Linked DNA regions of Hordeum vulgare: region 1 is linked to region 2. A link is a contact called in public Hi-C data. All regions are on one chromosome and are shown on one strand. The core of a region is the stretch at or near the end of the contact, and the rest is flanking DNA. Distances in the headings are between cores, read along the strand shown. Region 1 has its middle 34 kb from the start of LOC123441477. Region 2 holds the start of LOC123442961 (TSL-kinase interacting protein 1-like).

Evidence for each region. Hi-C and Micro-C count contacts between places; a contact is called where the count stands out from the background.
Region 1: a contact with region 2 is called in a Hi-C map of seedling, with 2.2 times the contacts expected there. The contact joins the enhancer-like site here to the promoter of LOC123442961 in region 2. A contact is called at or near these places in 2 of 6 Hi-C or Micro-C datasets (leaf and seedling).

What each region holds. Positions count from the first base shown.
Region 1 is chr3H:57,632,761-57,640,037 of MorexV3_pseudomolecules_assembly, forward strand. No RefSeq gene overlaps it. Among protein-coding and RNA genes, the nearest start is that of LOC123441477, 34 kb to the left of the region's middle. Within about 2 kb of position 3,756, at least 3 of the 3 cell types and tissues checked have open chromatin away from gene starts, as enhancers often do. A contact at or near this core is called in leaf and seedling, where this site is marked.
Region 2 is chr3H:57,595,244-57,602,166 of MorexV3_pseudomolecules_assembly, forward strand. LOC123442961 (TSL-kinase interacting protein 1-like) reads left to right here and starts at 2,798. Exons shown (of 9, transcript XM_045119157.1): 1 at 2,798-3,107; 2 at 3,278-3,337; 3 at 4,139-4,322; 4 at 4,464-4,660; 5 at 4,738-4,976; 6 at 5,225-5,480; 7 at 5,567-5,941; 8 at 6,019-6,108; 9 at 6,219-6,707. The coding sequence starts at 4,214. The coding sequence ends at 6,347. It overlaps LOC123441477, which reads left to right and starts at 6,888. Exons shown (of 2, transcript XM_045117898.1): 1 at 6,888-6,910. The coding sequence starts at 6,888.

The sequences.
Region 1 (7,277 bases), core at 2,506-5,005, 38 kb after region 2:
CCCTTGATAATTCGTTTTAGATTAAAGCTGGTCTGGCAAGGCCCAACTTTGGTAATACATTTGCCTAATCACCTAATAAAATTGCATAGGGACTTTCCGGACCCCGAGGATAATTTAATCAACCCCCGGGCCAGTGCTCCTCATGAGTGTTGGTCCAAAAAGGACAGACTGCGGGGCCACCACGGGGCAACTCGAGGTTTGGCACCTGTAGGCTTTTCCATCCGTCGTGTTCTGAGAATGAGATACGCGGCTCCTATCGGGTTCATCGACACGTCGGGCGGCCTTGCTGGATTAGTTTTACCTTTGACGAGATATCTTGTGCATCGGGATTCCGGTGATGCTTTGGGTAATCTCAGAGTTGAGGTTTTCCACTAGGGAATCCGACGAGATCGCGAGCTTCGTGATTGAGGATTTCTATGCGGCTTTTGGTAATTTGTGATGGACTAGTTGGAGCACCCCTGCAGGGTTAAATCTTTCGGAAAGCCGTGCCCGCGGTTATGTGGCAACGTGGAAACTTTGTTTAACACTGGTTCTAGATAACTTGAAGTTAACTTAATTAAAATATGCCAACTGTGTGCGTAACCGTGACTGTCTCTTTCGTGAGTCCTTTCTCCGATCGAGGACACGGTGGGGGTTATGTCTGACGTAGGTAGGTGTTCAGGATCATTCATTTGATCATCCGTAGTTCACGCCCGTAATGCGTAGATCTTCCCCCTCTTATTTCTTGTACTCGTAAGTTAGCCATCAAATATATGCTTAGCCGCTGCTGCAACCTCACCACTTAACCATGCCTCGCCCATTAAGCTTTGCTAGTCTTGATACCTTTGGAAATGAGATTGTTGAGTCCCCTGTGGCTCACAGATTACTACAACACCAGTTGCAGGTATAGGTAAAGGTTACTTGACGCGAGCGCGTTGATTGTTTATTTGGAGTTGCTTCTTCTTCGTCTTCTTCTTCGTCGATCTAGGATGGGTTCCGGGCCGGCAGCCTGGGATAGTAAGGATGGACGTCGTTCTTCTTTTGTCGTTTGTTTTCGTCCGTAGTCGGACCCTGCTCTTACTCTTGATTATTATGTAATGTACTGATGTGACTCTGATGTAGCTTGTGGCGAGTGTAAGCCAATTCTATATATTTATCTCTTCTTTTCAGTACATGTACTTGTAATGATATCCATTCTTGCGACACGACGAGATGTGCTTCTATCCCTGATGAGGTCTTCGTGCCAAATTGAGGATAGGGTCGCATCTTGGGCGTGACAACCGGCCTGCCAGAGGAGGAAGCGACTTGGGAGAAGCTCGACGATTTCCGCTAGCAGTTTCCAGATGTTCAGCTCGAGGACGAGCTGTTTTAGAAGGCGGGGAGAGATGTTATGACCGGTACAACGTACCAACGGAGGAGGCCCATTGGGCAGGGTTAATTACGGGCTTAGCCCAAGTTATCTTACCTATCTTAGAGTCCAAGTTATATTAGAGTCCAAGTTAGAGTCCACGTTATCTAGGGTTTAGTGGAGGCTGTCCTCCTATGTAAACACATGTACCCCTTCGATATTAAACAGACAATAAACAGTAATCTGTTGTCATCGTCTCCCTCAGGAGACGGGAGCCCCAAACCCTAGCCGCCTCTCTCTCTCTCTCTCTCTCGCCGCGCCGGCGCCCAACCGCCGGCGCCGGCGTCCAACCGCCGGCGCCGGCGTCCCCAACCTCCCAGCGCGCACTTCCACCCCTATAACCTACGTCCGAGACCTGGTAGAACCCTAGCCTCTACCAATACTATAATCTCAGCTCACATTTGGCCCGAAATAAAAGTAGCCACAAAAAGCTGAAACAATTCCATACAATCAACAAGATCAAGCTGAGCATTTAGGGAAGATTTCAACTCATCCGGCTCAACATAATTAGAGAAGCTTTAAACCTTCCTTTTCAGTTACAATTTTGTCCCAAAAATAAAAAAAACTAGGTAATTCATGTTTTTACCGCATGGTGACTAACTAGTGTGTCTAGGTTGTGAGTGTCAAACGTCCTAATCTGGCGGATTTGGATTCTGTGAAACAACTTACCCCAAATTCTGTGTTTTTTTTTGGTAAATATCTCAAAAGTTGAGGTACTATGAGGGTATGAGACCATAGGCATAATAGTTGTGGTTTTCTTGTATTTTCTCTACTTTGTTTGATTAGGAGATTTCTTACCAAAATTAAAGTTAACAGAGTACAAAACCAAAAAACAGAGCTCGAAGAGGTCGTTATGCTTTGCTTGATAAGGTTTATTGCTAGGAAATCCATCTTTTCCTGTAAAATGTTTATTTTTAAACTTCTAGGCCAGTTTTGTCTGTGCGCGGGTTTAGTATAAGGTTGTAGCAGCTCGATATAACTACCCGAATAAAAATGTACTTTGTCGAAAAACTTAGGAAACCGAAGCGAAGCAGCGTGTATCAGTAGGAGCAGGTCACCCATGATCGCTCACTGATGGAGCTACTGTTGCACCAGTGTGCGCGCATGCGTGCGGCCAGTACACGACGCATATGCGGCCATGGAGAATGAACATGCGTACAAGTGTACACCGCATCTTGGTGTCATTAGTAAGGGGCCGACGTTGATTAGTTTAGTGTCAGGGGTCAGGCTGTCACATGCTAACTGTTGAATGCTGATGGCGTGCAGCAGCTAGCATGGCGCCTGCTGCCGCCCACACAATCAGCCCCCCTTTCGATCGAGGTATCCTTGCCCTTTCCCGTATTTATTTTCCATTTATCCTTGTTCAATTAGCATCAAGAAACATAGTTTATGACCATCTAGATGGATGTCCATTTGATCATTTCTACTAGTTGGCATTGCTGGGTCCTTGGTCTGAAAGAAAAATGGTCTGAAAAAACGCACATTTGCAAGTCGCGGTTTGACAGTTAGAGTTGCTAGCTCGAGGCTTTCTGACGCAAGTTGTGTAATAACTGCGATCTGATCCGGCCAAGAAGAATCTTGCGGCGCGGCCAAATCTTTGACGAGCTTGATGCCGTCAAACCACTGACTCAGCCGATCGAGGCGGGCGGGCGACGCAAGTTGCATTAAGATAGTAACGCTGGTTGCAACTTGCAGCGGAGATGCAGTTCATGGATGCGTGATCGGGCTCTCCCTCATGTGTGATCATGTGAAAAGGTTGTACCATTGATCAATGGATTAATCATCAGCGTCGTCATCATCGTCGTCTCCCGCTGCTGCTTTGGATACCTTAAACATGCATGCTGGCCTGCACGTTGGCTCGCAATCATTCGGCAGCCGCGCGCCTCCCCACCTGATGCATCTTTGCTTTTTTCTCTGATCCACTGCCTGATGCATCTTCGGAGATCCATCGGCGCTCTTTCTCCTGAACCAATTCAAATATAAAGATGCCAGCCTTTTGACCGGTAGCAGTAGTGATCCGAGTCATGCTAACCTGTGCTCTGTACGGGATTTAAATTTCTTTTTGCCAATTTTAAAATAATGCAGCAAAAGATAACAATTTCAGTTTCTGAAGCAAAGAAGTTCTGGTTCAATCTGCATTTATGTTCAGAAACCACATGTGATTCAGTTTACCAGCTTCTCACTCCTACTAGTTAGTACCCCCTCCCTAAAGAAAAACACTCTTATGTTTCGTTAAACGCTCTTATATTTTTATTTAGGGGGGAGTAATATTTTCTTCTTTTCAGACAAGCAGTGGTGACCAAACGGTTGTGCAGCCTGTCTGGGCCAGATGTGAACAGTTGGCGAGTCCAAGCTGACAGGCAGGAAGACAGGAGGAGTGCGTAGGGTCAGCTCATCGTCCTCCATACAGCTGCATTTTTCTTCTCTCTCAGTTAAGAAGGCGGCTGGCTGCCGCTCGGCCACAGCTCATGGAAGACGTAGGTTACGTGAGAACAAGCAGGAGATGACGCCTTCCCACAATAATGGCAGCTTAAGCCAGTCGACATTCGTTTGACTTGGTTAGAGCATCTCTAGTGATGGTGTATATTTGAACGTGTATATCTTCATATACACGTCCATATACACGGCGTGGAAATTATACACGTCTAGTTTTTCAGTGGAACGTGTAAATTAGGACGTGTATATTCCCCTCATTCTTTCCCCCTCTGCAAGATAAGAGATTCAGTAGTGCACACAGGTTCAGAGAACAAGACAGGGGAGCTTCGCCGCATTGCAGCCGTCTCCCTCGTCGCCGGCAGCCTTCCCCGTGGCATCCAAGATGTCCATGGACTCGAGGGTGCCTCCCTCGTTCCATTCCCATCGCTAGGGTGACCGGTGGGCCACCACAGCGACGGCCCCAACCTCGTCTCCGACGAGTACCCGAAGCCCTGCAGCAGGAGGAGGAGCCCCCGTGCTCCAGCCATCCATTTCGGCGCCCGACGCAGCCCCCCGTCCCGGCCTTGCCTCAGGAGGAGCCCCCCTGCTCCAGCCAGCCATTTCGGCGCCCGACGCAGCCCCCCCGTCCCGGCCTTGCCTGAGGAGGAGCAGCAACTGCGGGGCGGCCGGGAACCCTAGAGGCCTCGCACCTCCGAGATCCGGCCGAACTGGGGGTGAGGACGGCACGGCCGGGCCGCAGGCGGCGTGGGCGGGACGGGCGGGCGTCCGGGCACAGGGAGCCCCGACCTTGCTTCTCAGGGAGGAGGAGGCGGCGGTGGACCGGCGGGCGGCGGCCGGAGGAAGGGGGAGGGGAGACCGGAGGCGGCTGCGCACCCCGCACCCCGCAGCGCCGCCCCGCCGCCCGCACAGCGCCACCGCCAGCACCCCGCCAGCAGCCCGCCCCGCACCGCCGCCCGCACAGCGCCACCGCCAGCACCCCGCCAGCAGCCCGCCCCGCACCGCCGCCGCCCCGCACCCCGCCCCGCCGCCGCCCCGCACCCCGGCCACCCCGCCCCGCCGCCGCCAGCCCGCACCCCGCAGCGCCGCCCCGCCGCCGCCAGCCAGCCCGCACAGCGCCGCTGCCAGCCAGCCCGCACAGCGCCGCCGCCAGCCCGCCCGCCCGCACCCCGCCCCGCACAGCGCCGCGAGCTCCACGAGCGTGGCTCGCTCGTGTTTATTTCCACGACGAGTAGCCTCGTGGATGGACGTGTATAACTTCCACGCCCGTATACACGTTCCACTGGAAGGCATTTTTCTGTTAGCAACATGTATATTTATCATTCACCTTCATATACACCATCCACTAGAGATGCTCTAAGTTGGTTTGCTATGTACTCCAGCTCTCGTCCCAGTTGTACTTAGCGTGGGGTATCGAGGCTTCAACGTCGTCTTCACTGCCGATGGCCGCTGGCCATGTCGACCGTGCTACTACATCCTCTCCAGTCTCCACTGACGTCCTGATCGATCCATTAATGTCTAAACTAGTAGGCTTTTAAAAGAAAGGCGATAATTAAGGTTACACTTTCCTCTTCAGTTTCTGTTGTAGGTGGCCTGATCAATGACCCGCAGCTGATTAAACTGAATGTAACTGGGAGAACCTTAGTTGATCAAGCATGTATAGGTACTAGGTAGCGCCTGGGGCGACTGCACCTTGTTTTTGTTTTTTTGTTTTTTTGTTTTTGTTTTTACTTTTGCCACCTCCTCCTGTCCTTTCCCTGCAACTTGTTCCTCTTTGCACATGCATCCCTAATCTATAATGCAAAGGCAGAGCACCTGCCATTTTACCCTAAATTTTTTTCAGTTTCTGAATATCACTACTGGCCACACGTAACGTAAGCATCCAGAGTTTAGAGCGTTAGACATCAGATTCTTTCTAGTTTCACTTTCACCGCCTGCTGCATTATTCAGAGAGCACGGCCTGCTTCGTTTTACCAGGTTCTGCATATATATACGGACAGCAGCAATTTTTTCTTGGAAACCGTTGGTTTTCAGCCGGCTGGTTCCTCCGCTCCCCAAGCCGCCCGGACAGCAGCAATTTTTTCTTGGAAACCGTTGGTCTTCTATCGCTCTCGCAACTTTGCGTGGTGCTAGAGGCGAATTCGAGGCCAGGGATTCACAAATTTTACCTCACTCACTCTTACAGATGCTTCGGCAATAAATCTCGTTGCTCGTAGCTCATTTTTTCTTATAAATCGGACGTCGCGTGAAGAGGGAGCTGAGCCGCCATGGTCGCCGCACAGCCGGTACATCCGAGCGGGTCTGGCGAGGCAAGGCCATAGAGGAGGAGGTGCCTCCGGTGATCGTGAAGGCACGCAGGGGCCTCCTCCACTACCTCGTCGCGGACGCGGAGCATCGTGTCGGCAGATTAGAGGACGGCCAGGGAGGCGGCAATCGCGGCACACCGGACGCCGTTCGTGAATGAAGTCTGACGAGGCCTTTGTAACATCTCGATTTATTTATTTTCAAATTTCGGAATGTTAATAATAGGATAATACTAGATGAATTGTTATGATTTTAGGGAAAATCAAAACTTTCTGAGTTTTTGTTTAAACCTTTTCTAACCAAGTTATAAAAGTTGGATAACTTTTTAAGAAAATAAAGAAGAAGTTGCTTGAAGGTTATTCAAAATTTTCAAAATGGATTTCATTATATTTGGACTCTTTTGAAATACATTGAAACCGCATCCAAAATGATGGATTGAGAATAAAATGACTTTCTCAGATATGATGAACAAATATTTCATGAAATATTCATTTTATATTTGGAATTCTTCTGAATTTTCATTTGAATCTGGAATTTAATCGGGTAGTTTAAGACCGCTTAAACATTTTGAATAAAAACATATTAGAAACGAGAGTAGATAATATGAAATCTCCAAAAAAACAATTGGAAATATTTATTTTTCATTTTTGGGATTTATAAAACCCTAAAAGAATAATTTTCGGGGAAATTAATAAAATCCTATTGCGTTTATAAATATAAGTGCACAAAATTTATTTTATTTATTGCAAGAAATATTTGTTGGACAATCTAAATAATAATTCAAAAATAGTGAACATTTGTAATTATTATGTAAGTCTAATATTTTTTACTAGTTTTGTTTTTATCAAAAGAAATAACAAAAACCTGAAACCTAATGTAACCTACCTAATGGGCTGAGTGTCGGTACAAAAACCGGGCAGGTCTCGGATAGGGGGTCCCGAGCTTGTGGTTGTACCTAGATGGTAAAAATAAGTAAGAAAGACACGATGTTTACATGTAAGACCTTATGTTGTGCTTCTGATTATATTGATTTAGATGGGGTACAAAGTACATGTTGATCTACCCCGAGACCGTATGAATGAATTGACCCTCCTCTAGTATCAGATGATCTATTTACTAGCCTAGTCCGAGTTTATATAATGTACCTCGGTCA
Region 2 (6,923 bases), core at 1,548-4,047:
TCACTTATAGATGTTGTAGTCGGCTAGAGCGCAATTATTCTTGGATTGCACGGCAATTATGAGGCAGCCACACCAATTTTTGCTGGTAGGTTTCCATAACCTTGTATCTTGACAAAGATCTGCATGCCACCTCGAAAGGGGCATGCCTTTGGGTACACATGCAGCTAGCTCGTGTTTGCGCATCGTCAGGGATGCCGCGACTCACGTAAGTCGAATCCGTGGGACCACAATCTTCACGTAGCCGACACAAAGTGTTGTTGGTGTGGCCCAATTGAACATTGTCAACAAGAGTGACAAGGTGATCAATTACGACCACATGAAGAACTACATAATTATAGTTGCATTAGTGAGAGGGGTGCACCTCAGAAGTATGGTGGGAATCAGTACACTAACAATTAAGCACCCACATTCATTTTTAATACATGATAGAGGCATGAAATTCTTGTCATTGTTATCAAGAGAAACAGACCCGAAACCTCTAGGCCAGGTGGGATTTTGTGAGACAACTTTCACAGTCAACATGAAGTGTGCACCTCGCATCGGCCTGCACCACCACCTCAAAGCTCAACACGCCATTCAACCAGCCTCAGATCACAACATGACTCTACTAGTACAAACACATCGTACCGGGACCGCAAAGTGCAAACGGTGGATGAGCTCCATGGAGGACATTAAAAGAAAACTTATTTCTACATGGCAAAAGTTTGATTTTTTTATACATACACAAATACATATATATCTCGTTCATGAAAATTTTCAGAACAATATACTTTCATACGTGGCATAGAAAAAAAATACGTGTATGAAAACGGGCCATCTTTTTTGTTGTTGGGCCGGGATTTTTTTATGCAGCTTGCAAACATAATATTGTTGAACAAAAAAATGTTCATGATTTTGAACAAATATTCGCAAATTTAAAATTGTTTTCATGAATTTTTAAAAAAGGTAAAAGGTAAAAAAATGATTTAGGAAAAATTTAAAGAAATAGAAAATATGTTCACCAAATATGAAAATATTTCTAACTTTTAAAATAAACGCTAAATGAAAAAAGAAAGGAAATAAATAATAAATTAAAATATTTAAATGAATAAAAGGAAGGAAGATCGAAATCATAAAATCCCAAATTAAAAAACACACACAAACAAAGATAGAGTCCGGTGCAGGAAGGTTCGAAACCGGATATGAGCTAGTAGCGGGAGCGGAGGGAGCTCCTACCTGCCGCTCATTGCGGCAGGGACTCCTGCGCAGCACAGGGCAGGCATGCCGACTGGGCCTGTCAAGTTTTTTTTACCTTTTTCCTTTTCTGTTTATTTCCAATTTTTGTTCGTTTTTTATTTCCTTTTTTTATATTTGAAGCAAAATATTTTTTGAATTTGCAAAACAATTTGGAAAAATCGTGAACGAATTTGGAAGCGTGAATAAATTTTCAAAGCACGAATATTTTCTGAATTTTGGGAACAAAATTTTGAAAAGAAGAACAACTTTGAGAATCCCCAAACAAATTTGAAAGCATGAACAAATTTTTAAAGCACAAACCCTTTTTGAATTTTGAGAACAAATTTATGAATTGAGAACATTTTTAAAAAATTTTGAACAAATTTGGAAGTGCGAACAATTTTTAAAGTATGAACATTTTTTGAACCTTGAGAACAAATTTGTTAAAATCCCAAATAAATTTGGAAGCACAAATAAATTTTTTAAAGCATGATGTTTTTGAATTTTGAGAAGAAATTTTAAAAATCCTGAACAATTTTGGAAGCTCAAACAATTTTTTAAAGCATGCACATTTTTTAAATCTTGAGAACAAAATTTTGAAACGGAGAACAATTTTAAAAACCCCGACCAAATTTTGAAGCTCGAACAATTTTTAAAACATGAACATTTTTTGAATCTGGAGAACAAATTTTGAAAATTCGTGAACAAATTTGGAAGCTTGAGCAATTTTTTAAATGACGCACATTTTTTGAATCTTGAGAACAAAATTTTGAAAGGGAGAACAATTTTAAAAAACTCCAAACAAATTTGGAAGCACAAACAACTTTTTAAAACACGAACAGTCTTTGAATCTTGAGAACAACTTTTGACAACAAGAACAAATTTGAATTTTTTTGAACTAATTTGGAAGCTGGAACAATTTTTTAAAAACATGAACATTTTTTTAGTCTGGAGAACAAAAATTTGAAACGGAAAACCATTTTAATAAAACCTAAATACATTTGGAAGCTTGAACAATTTTTGAAGACACAGACATTTTCTGAATCTTGAAAACAAATTTTGAAACCAAGAAAAAAATGAATGTTAAGAATAAAATTTGAAACCAAGTACAATTTTGAAAAAATACAGAACACACTTTTGAAAATCAAGAACTTTTTTTGAAAATCGAAAATTGTTTTTTTAATCCAAAACATTTTTTGAAACAGAAAAATAAAATAAAAAAATGAAACAGAGAAGAATAAAATAATAAAAAAACGGTTCGGAAAACCTTCTAAAAGTTTTCCAAACCGAAAAAAAAACGGCTGAAACATATAGAAGGTTCCCAGAATCGGACACTGTGCCAGCGCATTTAAACTCGATCTCCCTTTCGTTTTATGCGAAGCCCCGACACCGTTTCATATACAAGGGGCGAATAGGATTTTCCGGGAGCTGACAGCTGAGGAGTAGGCGCTTGCTCGTTAACAAGCGACAAACGGGCCGAACAGGATTGGCCCACCGTACTATATCCCTCGTCAAAAAAGAAAGAAAGAAAAAAAACCCAACCCCAGCACAAAAACTCAGGAGCACTTGGACTTGGCCGAGCGCGCCAGGACAAGAGGCGGCAAAACTTGCCACGAAATATTTCGCGGTCCCTCGGCTCCTCCCCCTTCCCCTGCTCCTCCTCCCGCCTTCCACGCGCTCCCCTCCACGCCCCCGCGAGGCCAAGGGGATCGTCCCGCCGCCCGGAGCCCAGGTCGACTCCGGCGAGCGCCCGATATCCGCGCCCCTCGGCTCCGCGCTTGGCTTTCGTCCCCGGCCCCGAGGCCGGCTCGCCGCCGGCGGATCCGTAGCCGGAGCTAGGGTTTCGCGGCTCCGGGCGTCGCGGCCGCCGAGATCTAGGGTTTCGAGCTCAGGTACGCCCCCTCGGGTTGCCTGGTGTGGTTGGGTAGGGTAAAATTCGCGTGGCTTTGATGGGTTCTGAAATGTCAGGAGCGGCGTAGGATTCGTGGATTAGGTGTTGCGGTTCCGTTCTCGAACCCGTGCTTGATCCTCTGCCCCTAACTCTCTCTTCTTCGAGTCGCAGGCACGAAGGGGACGGCACCTGGAGTCGCAGCCCTCCATTCCAGTGCGGCGCCAAGGCAGGGTAAGCCTTCTTATCCCCTTCCGCGATTCTGACTTGATTTCTCTGGTACTCGGGTCTGAGCGTGGAAACCCTAGGTTAACTGATGGATGGGGATTGACGCTAGGGTTTGAGCGGATTAAGGGCTGGATTCAGGAGGCGGTTTAAGGGGATGATGGGTAGTAACATCATATTCACTTTCCCCCTGTTTCAGATAATGACGCTCCTGTTCATGTAGATGAGAGGGCGATTTATGCATTGATATGTATCCGCAATTCGCCCCTAGTTTCACCGTGGATGAACTCGTCCTCAATTCTCCCCTGGTTCGAGCGTGAACGAATTCGTCGGTTGAGATCTGCCGCCACCTGGGGGGGGGCATATGCATATCTTCCTGATGCATAACTGTGTGGTTTGTAGCAATCACAATTAGGGATCAGTTGCTTGGTTTATTGCAAATACAATGCTGAACTTGTTGAATGGTGACCTGAAAGTTATTATTAAACTGAAACAAATGTTTTGAACCCTAACTGGAACGAATATTATCCTTTTGTTGGTGTAAATACATAAGACAGTGACCTTTTTCTCTTTTGTTTGCAATTTTGTGCTCATTCATCACATATTCATTATCAAGTGCAATTAAAAGAATTCTTGCTAAATCAAATTAAAACATTCTTATTTCGTAGCATTTGAATCTAGTCTGGTACTCACCATTTTTCTGATCTGAAACATATCTTTTATTTGCGCTTTATCAAGTTGAGAAGAGTCATTATAAATTGAAGTCTAGAGATAGACTCGATAACCGGTTCCACAATTTATTACCTGCAGGAAAGGTCGGAGTTTTCTAGGGCTGGATCAATATTGAACCTGATTGCTACCACTGCAGACGAATATCACAAAACCATGAAAGCTCCTCAGCAGCGCCGTAAACCAACTGATACAGAAGCAAAGGTCAAACTTGGTGATAAGTTGCACTGCCTGAAGCCAGGAAAATATACCAACAAATCATCAGGTGATGTGTTGGTGCCCCATTTCTAACTTCAGATAAAACAGATCAACAATTGAAGTAGAAAAGTAGGTGCTTGTTGGCAGCTACATTTGGACTGTAACAGCCACTTGTCCTTGTCAAGTTTTTAACCATATAAATTTCCAGGCAATATCGTGGCAAAATGCAGAAGAGAAGATGGTCAATCGTTTACCGGCAGTAAGATTGCATTGAAGGGTGGTAGCTTTACTGAAGTACCATTTAATAATTTGACAAACTTATCCGTTCAACCACCAAATTATTTTAAAAAGATGAAGCTTCAGTTTTTCCCAGTAGATGAGGCGATTCAGAAGGTTCTACAGCAGGTGATTATCTCTGTTTTTGCAAGAGACTTGTATAAGTACTGCTTAGCTTATGGCTTTTTTCACCACTTAATTAACAGGAGAAACACAATCCTTACCTGGAGTTGACCTTGGCTCCTCGAAAGAAGATGTCCTCAATTGTGCAACATCTGAACACAAAATGGGGTCGTTCTAGCTGTGCAAAAGGCGAGCTCATGCTCTTCCCTTACGGTGCTAGACCGGATAGCATAGTTGGCAGTGAAAAATGGACTATTAATGATTCTTGCACTGCTGCTGATGTTCATGTTGCTGTTGGCAGCCCTTCAACATTTCGCTTAAGGTTTGGTTTCTTACCGAGAAATGGTTACCTTCATTGTAATAATATCTATGGACACATGCGTGTGTGTGTGTGTGTCTCTGTTTAATTCTCTCTACATTAATTCCGATGATCATGATTTTGTATCTATTAGCTTGTCATAAAAGAAATTAGCAATGATGGTTCAGATTTGGAGACTCTTGTCAAACAGCATGATATGAAAATCAAGCGAGTACAAAAAAGTTCAATTAATTATCATTTTGTTACTGTAGGTATGGATGGTTTGATCATAATTTGAAGCAACAAAGCAGCGAAGAATCTTTGGCACCACTGCACTCTGCAGAAAAGACTATTGGTGACAAACCTTCAGACCATTTTGAGTTTCCAAACAAAACTTCAGACACTTACGATTTTCCAAATAAACCTTCAGATCCTTTTGAGTTTCCAAACAAACCTTCAGATCCTTTTGAGTTTCCAAGTAAATTTGCCAGTCCATCCGTTGTGTGTAACACAGAACAGACTGTGGTGGTGAGTATGCAATTTCATTTGATTCTTGCAATGATGATGTCATTTATACTTGACACTTAATCCTCTTTTTATGTTTCCAAAATTAGGATAGCCAAAGCAAACTGACACCGCTCTCATGGATTGACTGCATATCCAATATCAGTTTTGGAGCACTCTTATCGCAAGCTGTACCCTCACAAGACAGTAAACAACCGCCTTTGCAAAATGGTTCGATTCTCCAGCAGATTCCTGCTACGTGTGATTCATTTGATGCTGCTATTGCCTCCTTGATTGCTCACCAGCAAACAAGTAACCAACCGAAGGTCTCAAATCCATCAGTTTGGGATGCAGAAGAAACTTGTCATGCATTTCCCCGGAATCAAACTTCAGCTAGGATGTTCTCTTCAGCTCATGGCAACAGTAGTGCTATTACCTCGTTTATCCTGGGTGCAATTCCTGAGTCTGATACAGATGGCAACCAGGTAGCTGCCATTTTTCTTGTAATGTTCTGTCTGGCGAACACAGTATGTGCTTCTTATCAGCCTTTCTTTTGCTGCAGCGATGCTCTACTGAAGGCAGGAAAGAGGAGTCAAGCCCTCAGATATCAGGCTTGGGCAATACTGATAATGCAAATCCAGATGTGCCAATGGTATCATTTAGGGCCTCTTAACAAACATTGATATCTTTGTTATGCTTTGTTTTGTTTTCTCTTCCAATTGCTGATTGGATTCTTATATATGGTTACCTGCTCGCTTTCAGCCTGAATCCACCGGTGAGCCAGAGCTTGGGGCATTTGACTCCAGGCTTTTGAGTGGAACTGACAGTTTAGGTCTCAGCGGCTTCCTAGCAAACAGCTTGGATGCATTTCCGAAGTTCACTGTTTCATGAGGCTCAGAAATGTACATCGAAGATCTGAAGTTATAGATCCTGTAAAGATCATCGTCTGGTTTCTTGCTTCAAGAACCATTACTTTGGGCTTACTGAAGCTGGTTGTGTAGATATTAAGTTAATGGCCCATCTTAGTCGCATAAACTTATTTCGTACTGATTGCTCGCTCGAGAATTCTGTATTTTCAAAATTGTCCATAATCTGCTCGGCTGCTTACCATTTTCTCTGCATCCTGTTTTGCATCAAATGTTTTATGAACAGACAATCTCTCTGAAACTTTGGGCTTGAATATTTGTATGTAAACCTGAGTAGGCTTTACTTGTGAATGGCTTACTGAAATTGATCAATTTTTCATCGTTACATTGCTTTGAAGTTGATTGTGCTTGCCCTGTTGTCATGAAAGAAACAGTTGGCTGAGAAGTTCAGTGGTATGTTACCAAATGACAATTATAAATTTTGTGTTGTCACTCTGTCCATTATACAACTCACCAGTTTTCCTTTACTACAAGATACCAGAGGTTGAGAAAGAGGCATGCAGTGATGGTCTACACCTACAAGCTCAGGTAGCATATGATA